Linked DNA regions of Zea mays: all the other regions are linked to region 2. The links are chromatin contacts, called in public Hi-C maps. All regions are on one chromosome and are shown on one strand. The core of a region is the stretch at or near the end of the contact, and the rest is flanking DNA. Distances in the headings are between cores, read along the strand shown. Region 1 has its middle 30 kb from the start of LOC100283708. Region 2 holds the start of LOC103630843 (expansin-A6). Region 3 holds the start of LOC100283708 (CID11). Region 4 holds the start of LOC103628970 (NAC domain-containing protein 35).

The links. Hi-C and Micro-C count contacts between places; a contact is called where the count stands out from the background.
Region 1: a Hi-C map of leaf shows a contact between it and region 2, with 4 times the contacts expected there. The contact joins the enhancer-like site here to the promoter of LOC103630843 in region 2. A contact is called at or near these places in 2 of 25 Hi-C or Micro-C datasets (ear and leaf).
Region 3: a contact with region 2 is called in a Hi-C map of leaf, with 8 times the contacts expected there. The contact joins the promoter of LOC100283708 here to the promoter of LOC103630843 in region 2. A contact is called at or near these places in 6 of 25 Hi-C or Micro-C datasets (bundle sheath, ear, endosperm and 2 more).
Region 4: a contact with region 2 is called in a Hi-C map of bundle sheath, with 2.2 times the contacts expected there. The contact joins the promoter of LOC103628970 here to the promoter of LOC103630843 in region 2. A contact is called at or near these places in 2 of 25 Hi-C or Micro-C datasets (bundle sheath and ear).

Annotation. Positions count from the first base shown.
Region 1 is chr6:9,700,500-9,703,682 of Zm-B73-REFERENCE-NAM-5.0, reverse strand. No RefSeq gene overlaps it. Among protein-coding and RNA genes, the nearest start is that of LOC100283708, 30 kb to the left of the region's middle. Within about 2 kb of position 1,867, at least 2 of the 20 cell types and tissues checked have an H3K27ac peak or open chromatin away from gene starts, as enhancers often do. A contact at or near this core is called in leaf, where this site is marked.
Region 2 is chr6:9,429,836-9,433,038 of Zm-B73-REFERENCE-NAM-5.0, reverse strand. It overlaps LOC103630843 (expansin-A6), which reads left to right and starts at 1,302. Exons shown (of 2, transcript XM_008651895.3): 1 at 1,302-1,513; 2 at 1,635-2,682. The coding sequence starts at 1,336. The coding sequence ends at 2,290.
Region 3 is chr6:9,730,358-9,733,514 of Zm-B73-REFERENCE-NAM-5.0, reverse strand. LOC100283708 (CID11) reads left to right here and starts at 1,735. Exons shown (of 10, transcript NM_001156607.2): 1 at 1,735-2,668; 2 at 2,775-2,909. The coding sequence starts at 2,345.
Region 4 is chr6:9,168,159-9,171,330 of Zm-B73-REFERENCE-NAM-5.0, reverse strand. LOC103628970 (NAC domain-containing protein 35) reads right to left here and starts at 1,753. Exons shown (of 3, transcript XM_008650167.3): 1 at 1,272-1,753; 2 at 601-869. The coding sequence starts at 1,557.

The DNA.
Region 1 (3,183 bases), core at 618-3,117, 270 kb before region 2:
TTGATATAGAGTATTCAATTAGAAATCCTTCATCACATTTCTTCCTAATTTTTTTCAATCTTAGATATGCAATGGTTAAATCCCCATCAGGTATTGCTATCGCATACACATAACCATGACAAAAAAAAACAACCCTCGTTGGGTCACCCATATCTACTGGTGGGTATAAATTTCTCACGTCCCTATACCCATGTGGGTCAAAGTCACTTGTCGGGTCACCCATACCCACAAATTTTGGACATCTATCAAAATAACGCATTACACAATCGGTAGGTTTTGAACCGAGCCCTAATACCATTCATCCATCAATCCAAATATATATCTAGTACATCCATCCATCTAAGGACTAGTTTGGGAACCCCATTTTTCTAAGGGATTTTCATTTTTCCAAGGGAAAATGAACTAAATTTCCTTGGTAAAATAGAATTCCCTTGGGAAAATGGGGTTGCCAAACTAGCCCTAAATGTTAAGTATATCCATCTAAATACCATTACAAAAATTCCAGCATCATCCAATCTTCCATGGGGTTAATACAAGGTATTTTATACCTATGTGTCAATGGGTATGGGTTAGGACATAATGATTTGATACCCGCATACCCATTGGGTGAAGATTTTTGCCCAATAAAAACCCATGGGTAGAACATTTAATCTATATACATTCTCTAATTGAGTAAATACCCATTAGGTATCAGGTCAGGTCCCGGTACCCATTGTCATCTCTATTCAATCTTGTGCCTTTCTTGAGAATGTAGAATTTGCAATAAAAGACTCTACAATAAGCAATATTTGACTTCCTTTTGATCAATAGTTCATTTGGTATCTTCATCAATAACTGGTGATAATAGAGTCTATTGGTAGCATGACGTGCCTTATTGATTAGTTTGGGCCCAAAACATCAATCACATTGTATTCACTAAGTGTGACCTTGCCATATCAATGACTTTTCTATTATACCTTTCGATAAGTTCATTTGATTATGGAGTGTATTTAGCCAAAAACTCATGTTTATTCCCATGTATCACATAGCCCATCCACTCTTTTGTTTGTAATCTGACTTCCATTATCACTCCTTACTTTCTGGATTTTCAACTCAAACAAATTTTCACTTCTCTTGATAAATGATTTAAAAATGTTGAAGACCTCACTCATGTTACTGGGATAGAAAACTAATGTGTATCTTGAGAAGTCATCTACTATAATAAAACCATATTTGCTGCCACCAATGTTTTTGTGTGTGGTTGGTCCAAATAAGTCCATATGCAACAATTTCAGTGGCCTACCAGTGCTCATCATGTTCTTATTGAGATGAGTATTTCCAACCTGTTTTCTATCTTGACAAGAACTACATAAATCTATCCTTTTCAAACTAAATATCTTTCAAATCCATGTTATTTTATATGCCAACATAGGGCTTATTTTAAAATTATTTAACTTAGAGGCAAAATTCTTGAGCTATTTTATGTTTTTCCATAAATACCCATGTTAGTTTTTTAATAAAACATAATAGATCTAATAGTTATTATTGGCGAGGATGATTAGAATCTAACAAACTAAATGCTTCATGATTGTGAAAATTTATAAGGTTTATACTTTTTTCTAGGACATCTCGTGGATAGGTAACCTCTAGAAAGAGCCCATGCATCTATATATAAGCAAACAAATACATAAATAATAAAAAAATCAAAGACAAATGAATGATTGCATATGTGAGCACGTCATATCCATTCCCACGGAGAGAGAGAAAGCGCTGGAGCTAACTAAACTGTTCTTTTTTTTTCTTCTTCTTCTCTGGAAGACACAGGCACTAATGGCGACAGTGATGGCCACAAAGGAATCAATTATCACATAACGCGACCCGGTTAGTTGGGGAGACATTGATTAAGCACCTCAACGAACGCCATTCCTGCGGACCAGAAAGGAATTGCATAATATATGTGTGTGCGCGCACTTTTCCACCCTTTTGAGCTTTCACCGATCGATGGCTGATCAAATCTCCCGTCCCTACCCGTGGATCCATCGATGCAGAAATGATAGCAACAGGTTGGTTATATATGTACTCAAATATTCTGAAACCCCTCAACTTGTTTGCACTCAAATTTTGCTACTGCTTCCAAGTGTTCTGAAAAAAAACAGGGGTCTGATGAACGTATATATGGATTTGCTGGGCTTAATTGCCACAGAGAGGTTAGAGCGTGTGTGTATATATAGATTATATATTAGGAGCCCTGGCTTCCAATAACTAAGAGGTTAGAGCGTGTGTGTATATATATAGATTGTATATTAGGAGCCCTGGCTTCCAATAACTAAAGGAAGCCCATGCTAGACAGTGCAATCCGGTCGAGCCGGACCAGGTCCAGACGTCTATAAAAGCTAGGGATCAGTTTTTCACGCCTCATCTCGATTCATTAGCGACGGCGGTTGCCCGATAGCGCGCGCGGCGGTGGACCCTCGGTCGGTGGCCGCGGCTCCCCGACCTCGACATGCGGTGGCGGCGGTTCCCAGGCCGGCGGCGGCGGCCCCCGATCCAGAGGGCGAGCGACAGCAATGCCCTTGTGCGGTGGCGGCGGTTCCCAGGCCGGTGGTCGCAACTCCATTACCTCGACGCGCGGTGGCGGAGGTTCCTCGATCCAGAGTAGTGGCGGCGGTTCCCCGATCTAGAGGGCGAGCGACAGCGGGTCCCTTGTGCGGGCAAGCGGCGGCGTCCACGAAGCCCCGAGGAGGCGGCACTTCCAAGGCCGGCGAGCAAGCGACGCCCGTTGACGTGCGAGCGACGGCGACGCATGAGGCGCGATGTTCGAGCGAGCGACGTCACGGAAGGCGCAAGATGCGCGCATCGATGATCGCGCGTGACATCCTCCGATCCGACGCAGTTTTCTTTTCGATTATTGTGTTTTATGCCTACCACATGTATTATTTACGCTAAAAACTATACGATTTTATGCTTGAACACAGAGTTCGTATATCAGTTTACTGCATGCACATTGGAAAGACAATTCCTTGATTTATGTTGTTCGTAATTTGCGCGCATGCAATGGAAACTCCCACGATTTTGCCATAATTTTTTGATCTGTATAAAAATAGAAACCGCATGCATGCGGCTGCCATGTTTTTTCGGATCTGTCATAAAAATAGGATCGTAATAACAACCTACTAAAGCTATCAACCTTTAATTGACTCGGTA
Region 2 (3,203 bases), core at 53-2,552:
ATTTTATCTTTTATTTTGTAATAAGACTTCCGCTATGTAATAAATACGCTGATGTTATTGTGACATTTATCTCTATACACTCTGTTATTATATATGTTTTGTCTTCTTGACGCATGTATGAGATGCACCCGGCTTTGTTCGTTAAAGCCCGGGTGTGACATGTAGAAATTCAATTTTCATGATTCACTGAAATGGTGTTTTTATTGGGGATTGTTTTTACTATGCGTATGAGTTGCACAGCTGCAGAAGCAACCGTGTCCGTGTTTGTTTCGCTGGTTTTAGTTCGTCAGATGATTTGTTGGGTTTCCCGCCTTCCCAGGGTTTATCTGCCTCACTGGGCTTCCATTTATGAATTGGCCCATCTAGCTGTTACTCTTCGGCCCATAACATTTTATTCTCTTGTGCTTGGGCTATCCGATTCTTATGACAGTGGATGTAAAAGTGGCTTCGGCTTCGCTTCGAGGGCCATACTTTATCGTACTGGGCCTCTTGCTTCTGTTTATCGTTTCGGTTTCTTTTGTTTTTTTTAGCATGAGACAGTGGCGTCGGAACACGTCTGGTCTGGTGCTTGACTTCCATGTATCTTACCACTGCTAACCATAGGCACCACGTTAGTTCTCATCAGAATAATATATGTTATTACAAAAAAACAATACTCATAAAGTATGAGACACATTTTTTTTCTAAAATTACAAATATCTGCAACTACAAAATAGAATAACAACTGTGTTGTATATATCTGACCATGCACATACGGGACATTATTAAACTCGTCGGGTTGCGTTATCCGGATCCGTAAACTTTTAAAGTATGTCTCTTAAAGCCTTCAATCCCTGGTTTGTATAAAATAAACAAAGAAATAGCATAACGTCTATAACACTATGAAACTTTTTACATCCGTAAACTTTTTATGACCTGCATATGCGTATAGGCACCATTATTGAAGAATAATATACTGTTGCCCATAGAAATCTCCAGCAACAAATACTTTCCAAACTGAAATTTAATTATAGACAGCCATTAATGCCAAATCTTCCCCCGGCCGGTTTGGCAATTAGCGAATTCGAAAATCTTGCTACTTATTAATTGCAGTATATTTCGTCGTTAACACAGAGTCCAATTTTTTTTCCTAGTAAAAGGACGACCGCCATTGGCTGCAGCTCGCATGCTCTCTCCCTCTCTCTCTATCTCTCTCTAAAGATACATAGATAGCTGCTGCCTCGTCGCTCTGGTAATCCCAATCCCAACCATGCATATATAGCACACGCGCGGCTGCACGCTACACACCCACCAGTCCAGAACCTAATAAACTAGCTTGTTACGTCAGTGGCTCACATGGACACTAGTGCGTCGTCGTCGTCGTCGCCGCCGCCGTCTAGCTTTGCGGCGGCGGTGGCGGCGCTGCTGCTGCTGCTGCTTCTTCCGGCGCTGTCGTCGGGCGGCGACGACTGGCAGCAGTGGCAGGACGCGCACGCCACGTTCTACGGCGACGAAACCGGAGCAGAGACCATGCGTAAGGCTCCATCTGCTGCATTTATACAAATATGCAATCTCTCTTCCCATCTCTGTTGCTGGTCACGCCTCATCTCATCACGTCCAGCTGGCATATTGCATGCATGCATGCACGCATGCAGAGGGCGCGTGCGGCTACGGCGACCTGTTCCAGCAGGGGTACGGGCTGGAGACGACGGCGCTGAGCGTGGCGCTCTTCAACGAGGGCTGGTCCTGCGGCGGCTGCTACGAGGTGCGTTGCCAGGGCAGCGCGTACTGCGCTTCGGGATCGGCGGTGACGGTGACGGCGACCAACCTGTGCCCCGCCAACTACTCCAAGCCGAGCGGGAACTGGTGCAACCCGCCGCAGCGGCACTTCGACCTGTCCAAGCCCATGTTCCTGCGCCTGGTCACCGACTTCCGCGTGGGCATCGTGCCCGTGCGGTACCGCCGCGTGGCGTGCGGCGGCCGGCGCGGCGGCGTGCGGTTCGAGATGCGGGGCAACCGGTGGTGGGTGGCCGTGCTGGTGTTCAACGTCGCGGGGGCCGGGGAAGTCAGGGCCGTCGCCGCCCGCCGGGACGACGACGACAGCGGCGGCGCGCGGCAGGGGCAGTACTACTGGGCCGACATGGCCCGCAGCTGGGGCCAGGTGTGGACGACCGGGGACGGCAGCTGGAGCGTCGGCCAGGGCCTGTCGTTCCGCGTCGTCGCCGGCGACGGCCGCGCCCTCGTAATCGATGGCGCCGTCCCTCCCGGCTGGGCCTTCGGCCAGAGCTTCGAGGGCAAGGGCCAGTTCTGATTCGTTTCTGGCAGAACCGGCCGGCCGGGAAGAATACACAGCATCCCAGGTTATGCATGGAGGTCGCACACGTACGCGCCGCGCGCTACAGCTACTGCCCCATAACTCCATGTCTCCATGCATGCCGTTGCTAACTGCTGAGTTCCTTCGACCATGCATGCCATTGCCATTGTTGTTGTTTCGGTACGTTCAGAGCTCACAGGCGCTGACAAATCGCGAAAGGATCTGTCCGACGATCGAGCGGCGTAAATGACGGCCCGATTATTCGCCAAATTGATACGCAAGCGTGTGACCGACCTGTGATCTCGATCGATGGATGATGAGCAGCAGAGATAGGCTTTCTTGCTCGGTGTAGTACGTATGTAGTTGCGTGCAATCATCAACCGTCCAATTATTCCGACTACTACTCCATGGCTACTCCATCGCTCCATCTTCTCCGTGCAATCATAAAAAAAGAACGATGTACAAAAAAAAGGACCGAACAATATACATGCAATGCGTGCACAGGTTGACCCAAACCCAAAAACGAACAGAAGCAGTGATGATGATGAGCTGACGACCATCGGATCGGTTAGCTAACACGCGTCTACATCTCCTACGCCCTCATATTTTCGGAACACCAATTAAAATACTTCCTTTCCCTGACCTCCCAGGTAGTGCTAGGAATATGGACCAAGCTTTTTGGGCCAGCACGTACACGACACGAAAACAGAAGTCCAAATCACGGTCCCACACAAAACAATATGGGCCGGGCCTCAATTCTAGCCCGTCAAGCCCCCGGCACGGCCCGTACAGATGGGCCGGGACGGCCCAATGAAAACCAAGTTGTTTAATTACTTTAAATTAGTAAGCTACGGACTTTACATTGATGTGATATTTAGAGTTTATATGGTGAAATAAAGCTAAGATTATT
Region 3 (3,157 bases), core at 486-2,985, 300 kb before region 2:
TTAGGGCTATAAAAGGGACCCTTAGGCGCATGGAGGAGACACCCAAGCATTCACTAAGCATTCTAAGTCTCCCACACTCCATCTCTGCGCACTTGATCGATTATGTTAGTGATTTGAGCTCCGTTCTAGTTGTGAACTCTTTGTGCTTCATTTTGAGCTCAAGTCTTAGCTTGTGTGCGTGTGTGTGCTGCGGCTTTATGTGTGTTGCTCCCAACCTTACTCTTGTGCTTTCATTGAGATCTTTGTTGTAAGGGCGAGAGACTCCAACTTGTGGAGATTCCTCGCAAACGGGAAAAAGAGATAAAAAAGAAAAGCGGTGGTATTCAAGTTGATCATTGAATCACTTGAAAGGGGTTGAGTGCAACTCTCATCCATTGGAACGCCACAACGTGAAAGTAGGCAAGTACTACTTGGCCGAACCACGGGATAAAAATCACGTGTCTCTTGTGTGCTTTCTATTTGATTATCTGTGTTCACAAGAACTAACTTCAAGCTACTTAACCGTTCTAACTTTCATAATCAAGTTTTGTAGCTATTAGTTTTTGATTTTTACAGGATCACCTATTCACCCTCCTCTAGGTGCTCTCAATGCCACATTGACATTGCTAAGGAAGGATTCCATCGACAGCATAACTGCCCGCAGGCACATACTAGGAAGCAAAGTAGTAGTGCTACGTGTGGGACCCTGATAAGACGACGAGTTGACAAGGAGACAAGGTGGTGCTTGCAGTGGGCGGGTTAGGTCACTCACTAAACGACCACTCGATGATTGAAGGAGTGAGTAAGCCGCGAGTGAGCTAGTGCTAGTGGATGGAATCAAACGAGTCAAGTGGGAGTGAACTGAGCAGTGGAGTGTGGAGAAAAAGTTAGATCAAAACATGCTTTTCGTTAGATTTAGTTCCTGTTTATTTTAATTTAGGTATAAGAGGTTATAAAGCTGAGGTGTGGCCATAACCCATCGCTTGTGTCCGTCCTGAGCTCATACCAAAGTTTGGTTGACCTCTTTCAGAGACTATGTGAGACAACCATCATCTTCCAATACACAGAATGACAGTAAACATGGAATGTGACATAAGCTAAACTTGAGCGAGGAGAACCAAACACCTCCTTCGTGACTTCTGTATGCGATCTTGGATTTGAACCACCGATGGGACCTACCAAGCTATAAGCCTATAACCTTTGTTGGATTGACAATATATTCCATGATTGATCCTCAGAGGAAGGCCATTACGTTTACATTTAGCTGCCAGGCATATAGATGTACGAAGATAAAGCCGTTCTTTCTGCTATTTCAGCACTACTACTTGCTCTTCTGTATTCGTAGGCAGGGTTCAGCGCAGCAACCGAAAGCAGAAACCTGCCACTGCCTCGGCGATCCTTTGGGTCCGGGGAACACGACGCGGGAGAGCGTCATCTGGCTTTTGGGCCGCCGGGATGAAGGCGTGCGGGCCAGGCCAGGCCAACCAGCCAACAAACTGTGCCGATGGATAGAAAGGAATGGAGCCCGTCAGACTACTAGACTTGGCCGAAGCAGAACGCAACAACCTTCCTCGTCGTCTTTTTATTTCGTGCAAAGACCCTTGTGGTATCTCGTTTTCGCAACGGACGCCCCGCTGCGCTGCGTTTTCTGATACACCACACCGCACCACTTTTTTTTTTTTTCGGAAGGCGTTGTGCGACATGGAGGAGAGGGGCTTTTGGCTAAAGAGCCAGCAGGGCGCCGGGGGCGGCCGGCGAAGCAGCAGAAGGGAACAGGCGCACCACGGGACTGGGAGAGAGAGAGAGAGAGAGAGAGAGAAAGAAAAAAAAAGCAGCAGGCACCAGTGCATCGCCACCGTACCGGAGGGGGCAGCGCCCAAAAAAGGCAAACGGGAGGGTGGGCGAGCCTGCTCTTCCTGTCTGGGAGAGAGACCGAAGAAGAGGAGAGAGAGGCGCAGCGCAGCGCAGCGCAGGCGCGCATCTCCCCCCTCCCCTTGCCGGCTGGCCCCTGCTGCAGCTCTGCTCCGGTCGGCTCTGCCCCCCCGCTCTGCTGACTGCTCTGCCGCTGCTGCTGTCGCAGGCGCGCCACCAACCCGCCGATGCGCGCGTAGCGGCGTAGGTACCATCATCATCCATCCCCGCGACGACCCACCACCCACCCCTGCAGTCTGCAGCATCCCCTTCCCCACTCCCGGCTGGTCTGCTGCGGCCACCCCTGCGCCGATCCACCTCCGCTGCTTCCTGCCTCAATATATTCGCCCGCCTCGTCGCGTCCGACCCCGCCACAGAAGGCCTTCCAGAACCCTCCGACCCCTCACCTCCGCCCCGCTCCACTCTCCTCCTCCTCCCGGGCCGGCCGACTCCGATGGCCGTCGTCGAGGCCGCCGCCGCCGACCACGCCGCGCCGCCGCTCCAGGAGGAGGCACCGGGCGCGGGCGCGGGCGCTGGCGCCGACGCCGGGGAGCGCGAGATGCGGGATCTGGAGGACCTGCTCTCCAAGCTCAACCCCATGGCCGAGGAGTTCGTCCCGCCGTCCCTCGCCTCCCCCGCCGCCCTCACGCCCGCGCCGCTCTCCCCCGCCGCCTACGGCTTCTACCCGGCCGGCGCCGGCTTCGCGGTCGCCTCGCCGGGCCACGGCGGCGTCGTCGGCTTCCCGGCCGTCGCGGACGCCCACGCCGCACGAGGCAGGGTACGGACGCTCCTTCAGATTTTGGCCTGCCCCCCTCCCCCCTGCGGTCCTGCTCGCGTCGGTTCCGTTTCCGATGTCTCCCAGCTGATGATCCGCTCCGCTGCAGAAGAAGGGCGGAGCCGGAGGAGGGTTCAGCGGCCACGGTCACCCCGCCAGGAGGCGGACCAACAGCCGCACCAGCATGGCGCAGCGCGACGAGATCATCCGCCGCACCGTCTACGTCTCCGACATCGATCACCAGGTCCCCGATCCATTTCCTCCTCCCCCCCCGTGTCGTGTCGTGTCTAGTCTAGTCGAGCCAGTTGGGAATTTTCCCTCTCCCGCTAGCAGCCTACCTACCGATACCGATCGATTGACCGATCTCTGATGCCAATTTGTTATTTTCTTTCTCGTCGCACTAGCCGTGACGATTAATTCCGGGTTCTGTCCGTGCGTGCTCCTGGGCAACAGGATGAGATCACGAGAGCGGATGATGTTTTGTCATGAGCG
Region 4 (3,172 bases), core at 504-3,003, 260 kb after region 2:
AACTTAGCTAGATCTTGCAATTCACACTGTGTGCACTCTGCTTTTTAATCAACAAGGGTAGTGTTTGCATATATATATATATATATATATATATATATATATATATATATATATATATATATATATATATATATATATATATAGACACACACACGTACGACAGGCGGCGATCACGAACAGAAGCTAGGAATCATAAAAAAAAAACTAGAACCCCAAGCTAGTCCGCCAAAAGTGGGGAATTCTTCGTTTCAGAATTAAAACTTCGTCGTCTCTGGAAAGTGGGGGGATTTTAAGCAGTAGAGTAGAGGCATCTTTCAAACTTTGTGTGCTAGCTTTGCGCCAACATCTCTCTCAAAGAACTAAAAAGAAAAACGACTCAAATCAATAATTGAGGGAAACGGCAGATAAGAGAACTGAAGCAGCTATGCAGAGCGAGAGGATCATATCCATCGCCGAAAGGAAAGATAGAATTAAGGGAAACAAATAGAGTTAAAATTTCTCAAAAAAGAAATCATCTTTATTTATATATACTGCTTGTTAGCAGATGCATGCACGGAAAATTAAAAGCTAAGCTAATAAACGACAGGTTTTAATTCCTACCTTTTGGTAGCGGTCAGCCTCGCCGGAAGGAAGGCGATACTCGTTCATGATCCAGCTGCTCCTAAGTCCCTTGGGCGCCTTCCCCACGTAGAATACCAGCGTCTTCTTGAGCCCGATCGGCCGCTTGACCTCGACGTACACCGTCCGGTCGGCCCCCGTGGCCTTCCAGTAGCCCGACGGCGTCACCCGGTTGGGGCGGTCGCCGTTGCGGTACTTGCGGTCTCTCGGCACGTAGAAGTACCACTCCTTGTCCCCAATGGAGGCCAGAGCTGCAGTACGTACGTGTGCGGCGGTGAGCATGAGATGACGATGAGCGTCCATCTATATCCATGGAGTAGCTAGTAGACAGACACATGCACACAACTAAAAAGCGAACCAAAAAAAAACCCCATCATCGCATGCGTTCATGGAAAATAAAGCAGGCAGGCTATAAAATATAAAGCTAAGGCTCACATGAGATGAAAAGAAGAGCAGCAGAAAATTATAAAGGCGGTCGGCGGATCACATGCATGAAATCATGCATATATGCCAGATCCCCTTGGCTACTATTACTCCTTTATTGGCAGAAGGAGAGAGGAGCTCGCTATAGCTAGCTGATGCTGGTGCTGGTCTACTGGTAGCAGTCGTTCACATGCTGCTTGCTTGCTTGCTATGCTTGTGTGGTTAATTACCAGGGAGATCCCATGGGTCGTAACGGTAGAGGTCGACGAGGTTGATGAGCTCGATGTTGAAGCGCTTGCCCTCCACCCTACGGCGGAGGTAGAAGTCGATGAGCTCTTCCTCCGTGGGGTGGAACCGGAACCCGGGCATCACCATGTCGCCTCCGCTTGCTTGCTGCAGGTGCCCATCGTCTGCGTCGTCGGCGCCGCCGTGCTGCTGCGGCTGCTGGTCGCCTCCGGATGCTCCCCCCATGCTCGAGCTCGGTCGACGGCGGCCTGATGCTGCTGCTCGTGTCATTACCCTCCCGTCCACGCAGCCTAGCTTCTTTATAGCACGCAGGAGGAGGAGGAGGTCAGGAGGAGGGGAGAAAGAAGAAGAGGTCGACTAGGTAGTACAAGACCACCAGCCCTAACTACACCCACACGCCACACACAGAGACGACACAGATCGATGGATGGAGACCCACCTAGCTAGACATGTACACAAGTGGACGGATGGCCGGACGGCCGGCCGGCCTATACGGTTGTGCGGTGCGGTATTCTCCTCTCTAGCTCGCTCTTGGACGGGCGAATGAGATTGACTGCTGCTTGCAAGTGGTGGTGCGCTGCTACTGGTGGTGGTGAAGGAGGGCCGGGCAAAGAGAGACGGAGAAGACTATATGCCTAATTAAAACTCAAATTAGACAGCACGCCAATTGACGATGAGGATCGGCAGTGTCGTCGTCCTATTGATATGTGCAGGTATTAATGGCTGTTACTTTTAGCTAAGCAACCTCTACATGTATATATACACAGGCAGAGAGAAGTAGAGATGTACAAACGGGCTTCCAGGCCCGGCTCGACACGGTCCCGGTGAAGCCTGACCCAGTAAGTACGTACATAGTCCACCAGTCACGGTTAGAAAATCGGGTCGGGTCTTGAAGGCCCGCGGGCTCACATCTAAACATGGCTAGCCAGGTACGACGCTAGGTCAGGCCGCTAAATAGGTCGGGCAACTTAAATGAGTCTTTTGTGCAATTAGTTGTTAATTAGGATTTTATATATAACGAACGAGAAGTGGGTCGACCATTAAAAGCGGGTCGTGCCGGGTCGGCCCAACAGGCTCACTACTATGCATGGGCCCGCCCTGTCCCTTTGTGTCGGGCCGACACAAGCACGTAGGAAACCAGGTTGAGCCGGACTAGTATCGGACAAAGAAAGAGGGCTACGGGGCCGCGGGCTTTATGTACATCTCTAGAGAGAAGCTAGCTAGCAAGAGATCACATCACACAGGTTGTGTAGTTATGTAAATATATACACAAAGAGAAAAAGACTATCAGATCAGTACTCTCTCACGTAACTTCTCCACATAGTAGATATGTGTATGTATTTGTATGTGTCATCATGTAAGTATAGTGGCTGACTGGTCCGGGCAAAAAGCAGGAGAGAACTGCCTGCTACAGGTAGGAAGCACCTGGCTATAGGAAATGAGAGGGGAAGGGAACTTCTACGATTCTGCTAAGACAACTTCAACGCTGGCCTATAAATTTGGACAACGTAACAGGGACAATCCGAGTTGAGTTGTTGATGCAACCGTACAACTAAGACATAGATATGAAGGCGAAAAGTCTTTTTTTTAGAAAAATGCAGAGAGGTGGGAAATTTATTTATTTTTGAAAAAAAATTATTTTTAAAAAGGTCCTCTCACCTCTATGGTTGTGTCTTAGTCACGGTTACACCGGGTTGCATATGAGACATTTCCATAAATTTGAGCAGTGCCTTCGAGATAGTTGGAATGGCATGCGTGAATGTTCACTTCAGATATAAAAATGTTTATATTGTTTAGGTGTAGCTAGAAGCCAAAGGGATTTTTTTTGTATTTTAACCTTTGAGATATAATACAAGATGTATTCGTGTATACGCCTAATTAGAAA